Linked DNA regions of Mus musculus: region 2 is linked to region 1. A link is a contact called in public HiChIP or PLAC-seq data. All regions are on one chromosome and are shown on one strand. The core of a region is the stretch at or near the end of the contact, and the rest is flanking DNA. Distances in the headings are between cores, read along the strand shown.

Region 1 (2,694 bases), core at 96-2,595:
GCCACTTCCTCAACCCCATCTCAAAAAGAAAAGCTCTGAATGCTGGACAGTGGTAGCACAAGCCTTTAATCCCAGCACTTGGGACTCAGAGGCAGAGTCTTGGATCTCTGGTCTCTGAGTTCAAGGCCAGCCTGGTCTACAGAGAAAGTTTCAGAATAATCAGAACTACACACAAGAGGAGGAGGAGAAGAGAAGAAAAGAAAGAAAGGAAAGCAGGCAGGCCCTGGTTTACCCTCACAACAAACCCTTCCCTTGCCTCTGTCCCTCTAACCTTAACACAGGCCACAAGCCACCCAACCTGGGCTCAGATTCCTGGATACCCTGCCTCTACATGCAATCTAAAGCCAGTTTCCTTCCAGATCCTCAGCTGCAGAGTGGAAACAGCCAGGGATCTACCATGCATATCTCAAAATGCTAATGTATTTAGAGTGCCAGCTACAGTGTCCCATTTAAAAGGCTCTGGGCTAAGGGTGCTACATGCCTGCAATCCTAGCTCTCAGGAGGCTGAGTTGGAGGCGAGGCTGGCCTACAAAGCAAGACCTTGTGTCAAAAAAAGAAGAAAAAGAAAGAAAGAAAAGAAAAAGGAAAAGAAAGAAAGAAAGAAAACAAAAAGGACCAAAGATCCTAGATCACTTAGCAAGCATGAGGCCTGGGGCTTCACTTCCAGAACCTCAGTAAAAAATAAACACAGAAGAAAATAAATAAATACATGCAAGTTGATCTAACTAAAATGCGTGTAAAGGAGAGCTCTGAAAATGGTAGCAATTGTTACTTCTGTAAAATGGGCTGACTGTATCTTCAGGTGGTCATATATAGCCACCTAGAACTTCTTTGGCTGTGTCACATGCATCATTTGCGTCAGAAACTGAAGCTAGATGATATTAACCCCCTCTCTAGGTTTCAGAAACAAGCTCAGAATGGCTTGGAGGATGGCCTGGCTGCAGAACACCCACCTGCTCAGCCACTGTGGAGCAAAGAACAAAAGAATTTGCCTGCAGTGACCATAGAGAGGGAGCCAGCATAGATGAGGGGTAGTCCCAGATAGAAAGGTCAGAGTCTAGACCCCTGCCTATGCCCTTGTTAGGGCCTCTCCTGGACCCTGTGCTCCAGACATTGGATCCCCCTAGCATCCCTGCCCCATGGTCTGTATCCCATACTGTCCCCCTCCCAAGGCCCCAGACTCCTACCTGGCAGAATAAGACCGGCCATCAGCAATGCCATCAGCCCGTGCCCTCCCACACTCCCCATCCGGGGTGCCCGAGAGGAACCCATTGTGCACAGCGTGGCCTCCTGACTGACAGAAGCTCATGGGCACCGGGACCTTTATGCCGGGCTGGACATTCTCTGGGCAGGAGTCACTGTGGGGAGGAGGAGGGGTGGAGGGGGAGGCTGCCTGAGGGAAGTTGGTGTGGCAGGAGAAGCTGAGGCAATCCGGTGTCACATCTGCCTACTCAGCAGAAGAGGTGACTGCGGTGCAGGGGACCTGGAGCCACTGGGCACTAGCCCCTACCCCAGCTGGCCTTCCTTAGCTCTCCATTGCCTAACCCAGAACCAGGTGCTCTGCCCCCGGGCCACCTCCTGGAAGCTGGCCACTCTCGCCCAGGGACCCAGTCACCCTGCTCTTCCCTCCCTGGCTTGCCCAAGGCCCAAGCTCCCAGTGTCCCTCCATCGAAGAAGAGTGGACAGCACAGCTTTCCCTCCTGGCCCCTGAGAAGCACCCTGCCTGCCCCTGCTCAGCCCACTATACAATACAACTCCACCGGGGCTCACACTATAGCTCCTATCAGCTTGGTTCCCTGGGATCCCATGCCTCGGCCTTCTCCTGCTTCAGATCTGAAGACCAGCCCCCCACTCCAGACTCCCCTAAAGCCACCAAACACCAGCCTGCCACAGGCCTATTAAATTGTCCCATTACCAAGCAAGGCTTTTTTTCCTTTCAGAAACTGGGCATCCATACGCTGAAAACCTGAGGGCTCTTTTCTGGGGGCTACTGGGTCAGCGGGAGTATTAGGTACCAGAGCTTGGACCAGGGAGAGGTCTGGGTTGGGACCCCTGTCATAGCTGAGCCTCGGTGACTCACAGGCCACTCACAGTCCCCATCCCATGGTAGTGACCCAGACTAAGGAGGATGAGCAAGAGGCCAATGAGGCTAATTGGGAAGGTGGTGGCCAGGCTGCTCATTAGCCTGCTCCTCCTCAGCCTAGCTGGGCAAACGGAAAGCATCTGAGGCTTGTGCCTGAGTAGGATAAAGGACAGCCAGACCAGCTCCTGGGTCCCTGGAGAACAGAAGGACAGAGCCGGACCCACTAAGAGGAAGATCGTTTCCCCTGGCCTGATGTCCTTCCCTCCTCCTGCAGTGCAGGCCCCACCCCAGCCAATTGCTCACTAGTATTGTGGGAGTATCAGTTTCAGAGGAAGGGCCCCGAGTTTCCCTTGCTCGGCCCCTCCTTCTTTCCAGACGTCCATCTCTTCACAAGGTATCTCTGTCCCTCCAGACCTTGGGTTGGTCCCTCCCTCTCTCCCTGCCCTGCCCCGTTCTGAGCCATGTGGTAGTAAACGTGGCCTTGTGTCAGTATTGTCTGACACCCCAGCTCTCCCCTGTGCCACACAGGACAAAAGCACTTCAAACGGTCGGTATAAGCCACTGAGTTCTTGTTTTATTTAAGTTTAAGTCTAAAAGACCATATGCAGGCT
Region 2 (2,694 bases), core at 146-2,645, 190 kb before region 1:
GCTCTGTGAAAGAGCACATTGGTTCACCATTGTGAACCTTGCTGGTTTGTCGTTCGGACCTTGAAGGAGGGGTAGACCTTGGAAAAAGTCAGAGCTCTGCTCTTGCCAGCCTCAGGTTGCCTCCAGCCTCTCCACAATTCCTCAGTGACTGCTGGTGGTGACTGGTGACCATTGGTTAATTCTGGTTTGGACACTCATTTAAAGCAGCTGTAGACATTTTTTTCCTGGGGTCACCCTTTTCTGTGTGTGGGGGGGCTCAGTCTCTCATCTGTTTTAGCAATGGATGTGTCGGTTTGTCTGTGTGGGGAATACACACCTTAGTGCCGGCAGTGCTAGGACTCATAAGAGGCCATGGGACCCCCTGGGGCTGGAGTTATAGGCTGTGGTGAGCAGCCGCTGTGAGTGCTAGCAACTGATCTGATTCTCTCAAAGGTCAGCATGCACTCTGAAGTGCTAAGCCATCCTCAGGTCCCTTTCTTTTGAAAAGCAGGGTCTCACGTAGCCCAGGATCTTGCTTAGATTAGCTGTTCTCAAACCTTCCTAATGCTATGACTCTGTATTACAGATCCTCATGTGATAGTGATCCTCCCAACCATAAAATTATTATCATTGCTACTTCATAACCGTAATTCTGCTACTGTTAAAATCTTAGTGTAAATATCTGGGGGTTTTGATCTTCTTAGGCAACCCCTGTGAAAGGGGTCATGGCCCTCAGGTTGAGAACCAATGGCGTAGATGACCTTAAACTCTAGATCTGCCTCTGCATGCTGGGATTACAAGCCCGTGAGTGCTGGGACTGCAGGTGTGGACTGTTGTGTCTGGTTTATAAAGTGCTAGGGTATAGAACTCCATGAGTGGTAGATACCAACTATGCTATAACCCCAGCTCCTTCTTTTATTTTTAGAGATAGGGTTTCTCTGTGTAGAACAGACTATCCTCGAACTCAGAGAACCACCTGCCTCCATCTCCAGAGCTCTGGGATTAAAGGTATGAGACACCGCTACCCAACCCCTTCTTTAATTTTGTCATAACCAATTTTGTTCATGCCAAGACCAAACCTTACTTTTCTCATTCAGGGATCCAGACAGGAGCATGGCTGATGTCTTGAACGCTTCCTGATGTGGGGAGTGCTTGATGCTGACGAGGAAAGGAAGAGATTCTAAAACAACACTTTAGGACATCCCTCTATTGCAAAGGCCAGGGCAGAGTGAATGTGCGGTCCTAATGTTCTGTGGCCCCGCCCTGCCTAGGCCAGTGCAGAGCGAATGTGCTGTTCTAACGTATTATGGCCGCCAGAGGGCAGAACTGAGTCAAGAAGAAGAGAAGAGCAGGAGATGGCCGCTCAGAAACAAAAAGCTAAAGAAACTGAGATCGCTAACGGCCGCCAGAGAAGCACATTCCAGCGCGTATTCTCAGTGCCTTGGCATTTCAGTGTGGCTTTCTGTCCATCCAAGTCCATCCCAGTACAGGGTTGAGTTTGCAACCCTTTCCTTGGTGGGTGTTATGGTGCATGCCAGTGACTCCAGAGGCTGGCAGGCCACGATTGCCTTATTGAGTTTGAGCTAATTTGTGTCCAGCAGACTCTCTCTCAAAATAAAAAGTAAGAGGGGATTGGAGAGCTGACTCGGTGATTAAGAGCATGTACTGCTCTTTCAGAGGACTCGGCTTTGGTTCCTAGCATGCTGGTATCCAGCACCTCACAATCGTCTATAACTCCAGCTCTAGGGGTCTTTGATGTCTCTGGCCTCCACAAGCACCTGCACTCACATGCATACACATACACACAGTCGCATACACATAATTAAAACAATAAAAATAGTTTAAAAGTAAAATTAATGGGGCTGGAGAGCCTGGGGTGGTAGCGTACATTCATCCTTGACCCTAGCACTTGGGAGAAAGAGACAGGGCAGCCTGGTCTATACAGCAAATTCCTGGCTAACCAAATCTGGACCCATTGCTACAAGACATTGTTAGGGGCCAACGAGGGGACAGCAAAAAAAGGCACTTGCCACCAAACTTGACAATCTGAGTTCAGTCCCCCAAAACCACGTGGTGGGAGGAGAGAATTGACTCCTGACATTGTCCTCTGATTTCCACACTTGAGCTGTGGCCCGTGCCCTAAAGAAGGTGTCAGTTCCCCTAAAGCTGGAGTTACAGGTGACTGTGAGCCATCAGACATGGGTGCTGGGAACTGTCCTTGCATACTCTGGAAGAACAGCATAGGCTCTTAACCTCTGAGCCATCTCTCTAAACACCTAAAGCTTTTAAAATTTAATTACAAGCCTTCTGTGAGGCTCACTGATTTGAAAACAAACCCTCACTCTTCAAGTATAAAAAGCCCCCAGGAGGAAGATGAAAGACAAGCTATTTAATTGTTTTTCAGTAAGCTGACTGGTGCCCTTGGGCTCTACTGAGCTAGGAATTATTGGTAGGCAGTAAGCTCTTCCAGAACTGGCAGTCCCAGCTGTTGGGTGCCTAAGGCTCAGGGCCTATTGCTCCAGGCTCTAGATGCCAGAACCTGTGGCGCCAAAGCCTTGGGCCAGCGGCTTGCAGCTCTGTGCTGTAACCTCTAATGCCTGGCCGCTTTCACAATCCTCTGCTTCCAGCTGCCGCTGCGGATGCTGCAACTGTGTTGCTGTTTCCGGATACAGAGTTTCTCTGGTAGCCCGGGCTGTCTTGGGACGCACTCTGTAG

The links. HiChIP or PLAC-seq counts read pairs in DNA pulled down with a chosen protein or histone mark.
Region 2: a contact with region 1 is called in an H3K27ac HiChIP or PLAC-seq map of the NIH/3T3 cell line, with 2.9 times the contacts expected there. The contact joins the enhancer-like site here to the promoter of Cdsn in region 1. A contact is called at or near these places in 7 of 39 promoter capture datasets (the 3T3-L1 cell line, the C10 cell line, cranial neural crest and 4 more), 1 of 15 datasets of contacts at CTCF or cohesin (the NIH/3T3 cell line), 3 of 484 Hi-C or Micro-C datasets (the N1E-115 cell line, embryonic fibroblasts and embryonic stem cells), 8 of 115 datasets of contacts at active chromatin or transcription factors (the NIH/3T3 cell line, T-cell acute lymphoblastic leukemia, acute myeloid leukemia and 4 more) and 3 of 9 other capture datasets (embryonic stem cells, embryonic trunk and liver).

The regions. Positions count from the first base shown.
Region 1 is chr17:35,550,779-35,553,472 of GRCm38.p6, reverse strand. It overlaps Cdsn (corneodesmosin), which reads right to left and starts at 1,345. Exons shown (of 2, transcript NM_001008424.2): 1 at 1,188-1,345. The coding sequence starts at 1,272.
Region 2 is chr17:35,736,627-35,739,320 of GRCm38.p6, reverse strand. No RefSeq gene overlaps it. Among named protein-coding and RNA genes, the nearest start is that of Gm4577, 34 kb to the right of the region's middle. Within about 2 kb of position 1,395, at least 69 of the 459 cell types and tissues checked have an H3K27ac peak or open chromatin away from gene starts, as enhancers often do. A contact at or near this core is called in the NIH/3T3 cell line, acute myeloid leukemia, memory CD8 T cells and 2 more, where this site is marked.